Regions from separate parts of the Hordeum vulgare genome. Here region 2 is linked to region 1. The links are chromatin contacts, called in public Hi-C maps. All regions are on one chromosome and are shown on one strand. The core of a region is the stretch at or near the end of the contact, and the rest is flanking DNA. Distances in the headings are between cores, read along the strand shown.

Region 1 (5,816 bases), core at 1,738-4,237:
CATCGCCGCCCTTCTCATAAATTTTGTCGCCTACGCCCGTACACTATTTTCTAGACCTCTTGTGGCCATGCAAGCGGATAACGGGACCGAGTTCCTTAAACCAACAGTCACCATGTTCTTTGCCACTCACTGCATCCATGTCCGTCTCTCATGCCCATATACCTCGGCTCATAACGGCAAGGCTGAGCGCTCTATTCGCACTCTCAACAATGTCACACGCACCCTCCTATTCCAGTCATCCATGCCAACTTCATATTGGGTGGACGCACTCGACACCGTGACTCACCTCTTCAATGTTCACCCATCTTAGTCTATCGAGTTTGTTATACCATAGATCCATCTTCATAACTCTCTTCCTAACTATAGCATGCTACGTGTCTTTGGCTGCGTTTGCTATCTAGTAAGGAAAAGACTGCACCTGAGACTTGAAAGACATTTATGTTCGTGAGGGGTCCTAGGTGGGTTAAGAAAAGGAGATCCGTAGGCTTACCCCTAACGTACAACCCCATCAATGAGGGTCCTGAAAGCAACCCGGAAGGAAGAATGTTCATTTCAATTCAGAAACATGATAAAATTCAAGAGAACGGGTATGATTTCTTCTGCATCCGTGGGTGAAAGTTCACACACACGGGACATGGGTCACTACGATCTGATGTGTGGTCCAGTCATTAGATATTTGCGAGAAATGTTATACTCCCTTTATTCTTTTTTTTTGGAAAATACTCCTTTCTTTAAATATAAGTCTTTTTAGATGTTTCACTAAGATACTATATATATGGATGTATATACACATATTTTAAAATGTAAATTTATTTATTTTGCTTTGTATGTAGTCCTTTAATGAAATATTTAAAAAGACTTACATCTAGGAACGGATGGAGTACTTATATGGCATGACTGTCCGCTAAGAGCAACTCCAATGGGCTGACCCAAATGGACAGTGATTTTGTCCGCTTTTTGTCCGTTTGGGTCGGCCCAGCAGACACCAACGTCCGCTTCGGTGTTTGGGTCGGCGCATGCGCCCAATGCTGGTCCGACCTATTTTTTACCGGCGCGTAAAAAAATCATTTTCAAAAATAATAAACAAACTTTAAACATTAAAAGCCGTCCACGAAGGCCGTCGAGAGTCCACGCGTCCCCATTACATTATAATTGGAAAAATAACCATAGGCGTCCTTGTCGTCGGCAGTGAGGTCGGGCTGCACGGGTGTGGGGGCGGGCTCTGCCGGCGTGGGCAGTGGTAGTGGCGGCGGTGGCGCAACACGAGCGCGCTCATGCGCCAGGCGAATCGCCCTCTTAAAATGGAGGTAGGCGACCTCCTCCGATAGCAGCGCGCGGGCATAGACGACGGGGGTGTTGCCATTGTTTTGGGCGAAGCAGGGTGCAGCACGGGCGCGCGCCTTCGCGAGGGCCCTCTTAGCATGGAGGTAGGCGACCTCCTCGAGAAGCAGCGCACGGGCATAGACGACGGGGGTGTTTCCGTTGTTGGCCATGGCTGCTCGCTAGGGTTGACGACGAGGAAACACACGGGTGGAGAGATGGGGACGGGGGTCTGGAAGCACATGAGGTCGAACCCCCTCCACACGCTTGGATTTAAAAAGGCCGACCGAGGACGCTGACGCATCGGTCCGAGGAGGGCGGACGTCATAAATTATGTTGACCGTGGTGGTTGGGACAGACATCGAGAGGGCGCGCGCGTCCGCACCAACGCATTTCAATCCTAAATTTGGACCGGAAATGGATCGGTACGGACGTGAAGCGGATGCATTTTAAAAATGGGTCGACGTGTTGGACCATTACTTTTGTCCTCGCAACTTTAAACGAACGACGACGGACGAAGTGGATCGCCCCGTTAAAATTGTTCTAACGAGACCACGCAAGTTGATGAGCACGAGGAGATATTTAGCGACCCGCAACCAACAGACGTATACCTTTAACTTCACCAACACATGAGCAGCAATTTCAGCAATACTCTTTCTAGTAGTAGTAGCTTATTTCGTTCACGGCTGAACATACTCCTTTGTTTCCCGTCCACAGCTAATGGTGTTGTAGATGTTCGTATTTTTATAATAGATTTGATCAAATTTAAACATGTTTGACTTAGCACGAACCCAGAACGGAGGAAGTACTAGTTCGGAACCCAGAATCTTGATCATGTTTGAGATGAAGGAAAAACGTAGAATGAAAGTAAGTCAGTTCTGTTAGGGAAAACGTTGTCAAGGGCAGGAAACAAGAAAAAGTCACTTTGTAACTGGCAGTGGATGCTTTGCAAATCTCTGAGCAGACAGCCAGCTAGCTAGTCAGTGTTGCCACAATCAGGCTATTTTTTTCGCCTGTGTGTTCCCCACCGGGTGTGGTTGCATGTGCCCATTACTGAGCGTTCCGTCTTCACTCATGTGCAGCTCCCCCAGTTTCCACCGGCGCGCAGAATAATTGGATGGTCCCTCCCTCTCACATTTTCCGTTGCAAAAATGCAGGTACTAGCACCACTGAACACGTGACGCATCCATGTCGTACCTTTTGCAAGGCACTGCCAAACCCGTTTGTACGACAGACAAAATACCGTCCGAGTTACACCACCGCATAAATAAAAGCATATACGTAGTACATAGACGTGTTGAAAACGGTTGCAATTGTTTGTTTCAAAAAAAGAAAAAAGCGGTTGCAATTGTAGTAGCTGGCAGAGCGGCCCGTCCCCAACGGTGATGGGCAGCTGCCTGCTACTGACTGGAACGGCCTTTGAGGCAGCGCCGGAGTCAGTGGCGGCGGCACGTAAACTGGAGGAGTAACGCAGGCTGTGGCTGTGGCGTCTCTCAGTTCCATGACGTCGCCTCAGCGATCAGTTGTTGCTGGGTTCCCATCTGACCGGACTGAGAGAATCCACGGCTCTCGGCAGCTGGTGTTTTTGACCGGTCTATGGCCCGCAGCACGCAGCTCCGCATACACTGAACGAAACTGATGCATGCACGAGGGGTATCGCGGAGTATTCTGATGGGTGGTGGGGGTTAAACTACTCGCGGCCCCCTGCCAGGAAACTGCACCAGCCCTGCCCGGTTTACACTTACACACACCAATAATTCCGTCCGGCCAGTTGCCTACGGGGTGGTCGGTCTTGCAGCGCATTTCTTTACTGCCTGCGCACCGAAGTGAGCATGTCAAGTGTCAATTGCGCCGAATAAAAATTGAAAACGGAGCTTTCGCCCGCTCCGAGTGCGGGGTTAGCTCGACCTACTTTTATTATTATCAGGGCTGATGTAGTCTCTTTCTACCGAATCTAGCAAGGGATACCCGTCTCTCCCTTCATTTTGGAGAAAATCAAGGGGAAGAGAACTAGAGAAGTGAGTGGTCACCCTTTTATATGCAAAAGCTTTTTTTTTTTCGTCGTTTTATATGCAAAAGCTGAACTAGACCGGGGAAAAGATCTGTGATTGTGCGCTAAAAGCATTGCCGGTACTACGTACCAGCATTAGCACCCGTGGAATAAGCTAATAGTACTAGTTGTAGTTGTAGTATAGTACCCGCATAAATAAACATGTTTTCCGAATTTCATAATAGAACCGACTGATTAAGTGCTCCGAGCAATGGAGCGCCGTGCTTAGACGTGTTAGCGCACGTGTCCGGTTAGTGACAGGACGTGTTCTTTATTTGTCCGTTCGTGCAGCCGCATTCTTTTTTTTTCTCATATGTTCGGTCACTTACACGTGATTGATAAAGAAGAAGATAGAGGAAGAAAAGAATGAATAAATAAAAGAAAAAAGTGATCCACGGTGAGGACACGTCCTATGTGACAGACTGACCGGACACATCCGAAGCGCTCGTATCCTCTTCATATTTGAAATGGATATGAGGGTTTACGAACAGTCCAGACATATAAGAACGATATGAAGGGTCCGGTTGAGTCACTTTTCATGTTCTTTCTCCTGTTTGATCACTGACCGGACGCGTCCGCCGTATGAAGGGTCATTTAAGGGTCCGGCTATAGATGCTCTTAGCTACGATTGTGTACTACTATTAATTACCTGTTGTGAGTGGTGCACGCTGACACGGAGTTTTAATACACTTGTCTCAGCGTTTAATTGATTGGATGGATGGTTAGAAGGACAATGACATCCACAAGCCATCAAGACTCAGATACATCTATTTTCACGCTTTGATGTCCCATGAAAGCGGAGACCGTGTTTTCCTCAACAACGAGACTTCTCTGATGATTTACGTCAATCTCTCTCGAGAAGATGCTCATAGAGTAGGGTGTGTTAGAGCATTTACAGACGGACTTACAAATTCGATCCTTCAAATGTCCACGAACGCGTTCGTGCGCGTCTGTAGACAATGACTGGTCAAACCTCATATAATCCCTTCTAAAACCGAATACCGCATATGAGAAACGTCAAATCTATAAGATTAGATCCAACGTAAAACAATATTTAAGTAGAGTTCGCCCGCCTCCGCCGTGCCGATATTCGGTGGGCATCCGCACTCCCGAGTGTTGGTCCAGTCACGGTGAGCTACAGTAGGACATGAGACACTAGCCGGCTCACGGGAGTCGAGCTCCCGCCGTAGCTCATGCCTTACTCTTCCTCGTCAGATCCCGCAACTAGGACTGTGCCGGTTGACATGAGATCGATGATCAGTCCCTCATTGGAGGAGCCGACATCCACCACCACGCGGTTATGACGCCCACACTAGTTGATCATACGGAGCGTCGGAGAATGCAACCCCGCCTAACTAACGTCCAATGCCACAAGGGATACCGTCGCCTCGCATGGCGGGCATGCCACCCCATGTTTGCGTCTGAGGACGCCCATTGTGCGTACTCCAGCTCGCACGTCAGCGGAGGGGTTGCTGATGATTATAGTTTATGTGACAATTTTATTAAGCATTTTGTTCCTACAGTATAGCTAGGCTTGTCTGTGTGCATCTCTTTTCGTTGATCCTTCAAATAATGCCTTTTGTACAAATTTCCATAATATGGAGAACATCCCCATAAATGATAGTGAAATCACGCACTTAAAGTGATAATCACCTACCATAAAAGAATCAAGCAAGGAGCCAAAGCAGGGGAAGTCGTAGAGGCTCCAGAGTAGAAGACGACGTTCCATACAACCGCGGCTTCTTATGCGAGCGGTCATATGGAGTGCCGCTGCCACCGCTTGGTCGACAAATTCGGCCCCGTGAAATCGTATCGGGGTTCACACACCCACAGACACCAGAAACTTGTCCAGACTGCATAACCCTAGCCTCCGGAGTTCATCCAGAGGAGGGATTCGTAGGGCGAAGAGGGCCATCTTCCTCACCGCGTGCACGAGAGTCTGTACTTGTATTCAAAAAGAAAGACGAAGATTGATCTTGTTTATGATAGCATTAAATCCTTTCTTAGAGCTTAACCATGTGCACTTGCAGGCTATCAATTGCGCGTTCGTCACCGTGTTCATGCCAGACGGACCGCATCGTCTTTGATGAAGCAACGACGACACCCTACTGGTGGATCCATGCACCGGTTGTGCGCAAGCAATGGATTTCTGGCGGAAGGAGTCCGAGCGATACCGTCGGACCGCGTCCTCCCGGGAGCGATGAAGCGCAAGCCGCATGGTCGTCTCCTTCTCGGGGTTGCATACGAGGGGTGTCGGATAGCACAGACATTTAAGGTTGGTTTGAGGCGGGTTGCCTTTTTGTGACCGGTTGTTGAGTGGATCGTCCGCCCGGACGTTTGATGCGGGTTTAAGAGCGTTCGGGTGTATCACTTAGAGGGTGTTTGTTTTCAGTGACTTATTGGTTTAGTGACTTAAAAAAGTCCCTATAAGTCCCACCTAAACCAA
Region 2 (5,646 bases), core at 3,125-5,624, 130 kb before region 1:
ACGAAGATTGATATATAGGATGGTTTCATTTGGTTACCGGGAAGTTTCGGGCAACTCCGGCAGTGTACGAGGAGTGACGAATGGGTTCCGGGAGTTCACCGGGAGGGGCCCACCCACCCGGGAGTGAGCCCAAGGGCATAGGGTGGCGCCACAAGTCCCTAGTGGGTGGTGGATTCATCCCAAGAGGCACATGGCGCCACTTATAGAAATACCAAAATGAAAAGAAAAAGAAAAGGAAAAAGAGGAGGTGGGAAGGAAGGAGTGGACTCCTTCCCCCAAACCGAATTGGGGTGGGAGTCCACCTCCCCCTTGGCCGGCGCACCCCTTGAGGGCTTGGCCCTCAAGGCAAGCCTCCTCCCACTCCCTCCTATATATAGTGGTGATTTAGGGCCGATTTGAGACAATTTTTGTCACGTGCAACTCAGATCTAGACACCATAGTTTTACCTCTAGATCGTATTTCTGCGGAGCTCGGACGGAGCCCTGCAGGAGTATATCCTCACCACCACCGGAGCGCCGTCATGGTGTCGGAGAACTCATCTACTTCTCCGTCTTGCTTGCTGGATCAAGAAGATCGAGATCATCGTCGAGTTGTACGTGTGCTGAACGCGGAGGTGCCGTCCGTTCGGCACTAGATCGGAACGGATCACGGGACGGTTCGTGGGGCTGATCGAGGGACGTGAAGACGCTCCACTACATAAACCACGTTTCTTAACGCTTCCTGCTGTGCGATCTACAAGGGTACGTAGATCCAAATCTCCTCTCGTAGATGGACATCACGATGATAGGTCTTCGTGTGCGTAGGAATTTTTTTGTTTCCCATGCAACGTTCCCCAACAGTGGCATCATGAGCTAGGTTCATGCATTGATGTTATCTCGAGTAGAACACAAAGGGTTTTGTGGACGGTGATGTTCGATTTGCTGCCCTCATTAGTCTTTTATCGATGATAATATTGTTGGATTGAAGCGGCCCGGACCGACATTATTCGTACACTTATGAAAGACTGGTTTCATTGATTGACATGCAACCTCATTGCATAAAGATGACTGGCACATGTCGGTTTATTCAACTTTAGTTGAATTGGTTTTGACCGAGGCGGTCCTTGGAGATGTTAAATAGCAATTTGCACAACTCCGTTGTGGTTTTTGCGTAAGTAAGATGCGATCATACTAGATACCCAAAGCAGCCACGTAAAACATGCGACAACAAATTAGAGGACGTCTAACTTGTTTTTGCACGGTATGATTGTGATATGATATGGCCAATGACGTGATGTGATATATTGGATGTATGAGATGATCATGTTGTAATAGTTAATATCCACTTGCTGTTGCCGAATCGTCGCCTTTTTATTTCCTTTTAGTCGGGCCCATGTGCAACATTGTGTGATGAGGCGATCGACGTAATTTCTAGCCGGTCACCCAGCAGGAATCATTTAGCTATCTTCTTTTAGGGGTTAGAGAAGGGAACTCCTACCTGCCGCTCGTTGTGGCAGGGGTTGCTCCCACGCACACGGGGGCAACTAGGCTAGTCCAACTTCTTTTTTGTCCAAAAAAGTTGAATAATTTCCTTTTTTCTGTTTCTTTTTCCCTTTTCTGCGTATTTCTTTTTTTCCCTTTTGGCTCACTTTTCCAATAATTTTTTGAAAACATGAATATTTTTTAAATTAGAGAAAAAATTTGAAATTGCAAACATTTTTTAACTCACAAACAGTTTTTCAATCTTGAGAACAAATTTTAAAACGAAGAACAATTTTCAAAAATCATGAACAAATTTGGGACCACAAACAATTTTTGAAAGCACGAAAATTTTAAAATATTGAGAACAAAATTTTGAAACAGAGAACAACTTTTGAAAACCACGAACAAATTTGAAAGCATGAACAATTATTTAAAAGCACGAACATTTTTTTAATCTTATATCAAAATTTGAAAATCAGAACAATTTTAGAAAAATACTGAACAAATTCATAAACGTGAACAATTTTTTGAAAATACGAACATTTTATGAATCTTGAGAACAGATTTTGCAAAAAAAGAACATTTTTTGAAAAACATTTTAAAAATTCAAGAACATTTATTGAATATACATAAATTTTTTGTAAAAATAAAATCCATTTTTCGAATTTGAAGAACATTTTTTGAAAATCCAGAACAGTTTTTGAAAAGCAGAAATATTTTGCGAATCTGAAGAACGTTTTTTGAAATCCAGAACATTTTCTGAAAATCCAGAATTTTTTTTGAAAATCAATAACATTTAAAAAAAGCAGAAACATTTTCTGATTTTTGAAAGCGCAAACAATATTTTAAAGCACGAACATTTTTTGAAGCTTGTGTTAAAATTTGTGAAATAGAAAACAATTTTGAAAAACCCTGAACAAATTTGAAAGAGCAAACAAGTTTTGAAAAAACAACCAGTTTTTTAAATTTTGAGAACAATTTTCAAAAATCTTGAAGAAATTTGGAAGCGCGAATTGTTTTTAAAGCACGAATAGTTTTTGAATTCTGAGAATAAACTTTTGAAAAGGAGAACAATTTTGTAAAACCCCTAATAAATTTGAAAGCACGGACATTTTTTGAATTTTGAGAAAAGTTTTGAAACCGAGAATAATTTTAAAAACCTGAACAAATTTGGAAGCGTGAACAATGTTTTATGGCCAGATCATATTTTGTATGTTTAGAATAAAATTTTGAAACGGGTTTAAAAAAAACAAATAGATTTGGAAGCGCAGACAATTTTTCGAAAATCCCGAATATTTATTGAATCTTGAGAACAGTTTTTTGTCGCACGAACAGTTTTTGAAGTTATAAATATTTTAAAAGAACGGGAACTATTTGAAATTTAGAACACTTTTCGTAAAAGCTAATACATTTTTCTAATTTGAAAAACAATTTTGGAAATACCAAACATTTTTCGTAAATCCAGAACGTTTTTCGAAAACTCAGAATATTTTCTTAAAAGTTAAATAACATTTTCCGAATTTGAAGCACAATTTATGGAATTTCTGAACATTTTTCAAAAGTGACGAACATTTTTCAAAAATACAGAACTTTTTTTGACAATCCAAAACATTTTATTTAAAAATAAAGAATATTTTAGAAAATTTAGAACATTTTCTAAAATAGTAATAAAAAGTAAAAGAAGAAAAGATATACTAGTAAAAAAAGAAAACGAAAACTAATTCAGTGGAGGGAACCTTCTATAAGTTTTCAAAACTGAAAAAAATCTGCGGCGATCTCTTCCCAAAACCGGAGCGATCTGCCAGGACTGGGCCAATCCATCTTTGTTAGACCATCGTTGCCCCCTATGTGAAGCTCTGACGATTCGCCACAACGAGCGGCGAATAAGGTTTTCCTCAGAGAAGACATAACCCTTTAAAAAAAAAACGGGGAACACATATATCTTGGCGCACTTATACGACGTATGTTAGGTCCAATAGTCATGTGCAGCCCGTGTCTGGACTACATGGCCACAGTAGTTGTCGAATATCCAAATATTACAGTTTCTATTCTGTACAAAAACTTAGAAACCAATATTATATCTTATTATTATCATATATAAAACTAACATGATAGCAAATAATATACAAATTTGATGTAAAAAAATATACACACATAGTCACAATCTGTTTCAATATATTTTTAAAAACTTTATGTATCTTATTATTACTTGATGATTAAATAAATTAGTTCTGCTGAAAAATATACACGTAACTCAAAAAGGACGATAACGTTTTTTTACACAGACCATCATTTTGAAATCGTTCACATAATGGGAAACAACTAATAAAAAATGAAAAGGCAGAGGTACAACCATAAAACCGCAAAACAAAAAGTAGTCATATGTTCTAGAAATGTTCATCATTTTTGTAAATGTACGTACATGTCAAAAAAAGTGTTCGTTATAATCATGTAATTATAACGTGGTTGTTTGTTTTTAAATATAATCATGTATTTCTTGAAATGCCTTATATATTAGCTAAATATATTACCAAAAAAGAGAAAAACTAAGATTATAACTAATAAAAATGAAGGAGGGAATGAAAAACCAAAATAATTAAGTAAAAAAAACTTGAATAATGAAAGATTGTATAAGTAAACATAAACTTAGAACAATAATAAATATAGAAACGTAAAGTAAGGGGAAAACAGAAGAGAGAAAGAAAAACAGAAAATCAAGAAGAAGAAAAATCACACAAAGAAAACGGTAAAAAAACCTCCGCATACTTCTTCCTCTAGACTGGTCCATGTCAGACTTGTGTGCCAATTTTTTGCTATACCTTGCTTCTAGTGCTTTGTAAATGGCCGGCCCAATTTCTTGCCGATCACATATACTTACAAAACAAAGAAACAGGGGAGCAACTAGGGAAGCTCCTATGCAGCACTGGACGCGTCCGTTAATGATCGGGCGCCGGCAGCTTCTCTGTCCTGGACGGCCCACTAGTTTGCTGCCCATTTTCTTGGATCTGTTTTTGTTTCTGTTGATCCCATTGAAAAACATCAATATTTTAAATTTATTATGAAAATAAAAATATATAATTTAAAAATATTTACAGATTTAAATAAAAAGGTTCATCCATTTGAAAAAAGTTCATATCTTTAAAATAGCTTCATCAATTTTGAAAAAAGTTCGTCAATTCAAATTTTTTTTATTAAATTTGAAAAAAACTACATCCAATTTGAAAAAAGTTCGTCAATTCGAAAAAAACTTCGTCAAACTTGAAAAGTGTTCATTAAATTTGAGAAAAGTTCATAGATATTCCAAAAAGGTGTATGAATTTTTTGAAAAAGTTCATTGAACTGAAAAAACAGTTCATGAATCGTTAAATAGTTTATCAATTTTGATAAGAAACCATCCGTTTTTCAAAAGGTGTTCATCAAATTTCGATATTCAAAAAAGTTTATAGAATTTTAATATTTTATAAACGGTTCATCGATTTTTAGAGAAAAGTTCACAATCTTTAAAAAACAATTGAAATTTAAAAAGTTCACTGATGTATAAATATGTTCACAGAATTTGAAAAGAAAAATCGTCAACCAACATCTAGATGGCCCGACCCATTTATGAACGGCACACGCGCGAGTTCACAAAAATGAACGTTAACTAGCGATGTGGCGCCGAATATGAAATGGCAGCAACTAGTTAACGAGCGCTTCTTCAGGAGCCTTCGAGCAAGCAATTCCAAGCGCCGTTATTTGGCGCGTTCTCAACCGTCGCTATGTGTCGTGTTTTGAGTGTTTTTTTCGGATTTCGTTTTTTATTTTTCCACACGTGTTTTCGGCATTTTAGATTGATTTTTCCCCTTTTTTTGTGTTTCGGTTTTACACCGCTCTTTCTTAACTTCCTAACAAAAAGTTAAATAAAAATTTGCGCGGAGAAACACGCTTTTTTTGAGGAGAGACACGGTTTTGTTTTCGCGAGAGGTATGGCCGTAAAAACAAAATAATGCATTCTTTTTACTAGAGGCATGGTTTTGCTCTCGCGGGGGGTACGATTTTTTCTATCGCTAGAGCCACGGTTTTTTCATCCGGTTTTTTAGTGAGAAAATTCATCAAAACCTATCAACATGGGACCTAGTTTTGAAGATCTCGATGCGAAATACCCAATGATGAAAATGGTTCTACGGTTTAGGAGAAAAATTGTTTT

What was found. A called contact is a pair of places that touch in the nucleus more often than the background predicts.
Region 2: a contact with region 1 is called in a Hi-C map of seedling, with 3 times the contacts expected there. The contact joins two enhancer-like sites. A contact is called at or near these places in 3 of 6 Hi-C or Micro-C datasets (leaf and seedling).

Annotation. Positions count from the first base shown.
Region 1 is chr1H:467,459,907-467,465,722 of MorexV3_pseudomolecules_assembly, reverse strand. No RefSeq gene overlaps it. Among protein-coding and RNA genes, the nearest start is that of LOC123445866, 22 kb to the right of the region's middle. Within about 2 kb of position 2,987, at least 3 of the 3 cell types and tissues checked have open chromatin away from gene starts, as enhancers often do. A contact at or near this core is called in leaf and seedling, where this site is marked.
Region 2 is chr1H:467,589,864-467,595,509 of MorexV3_pseudomolecules_assembly, reverse strand. No RefSeq gene overlaps it. Among protein-coding and RNA genes, the nearest start is that of LOC123445882, 110 kb to the left of the region's middle. Within about 2 kb of position 4,374, at least 3 of the 3 cell types and tissues checked have open chromatin away from gene starts, as enhancers often do. A contact at or near this core is called in leaf and seedling, where this site is marked.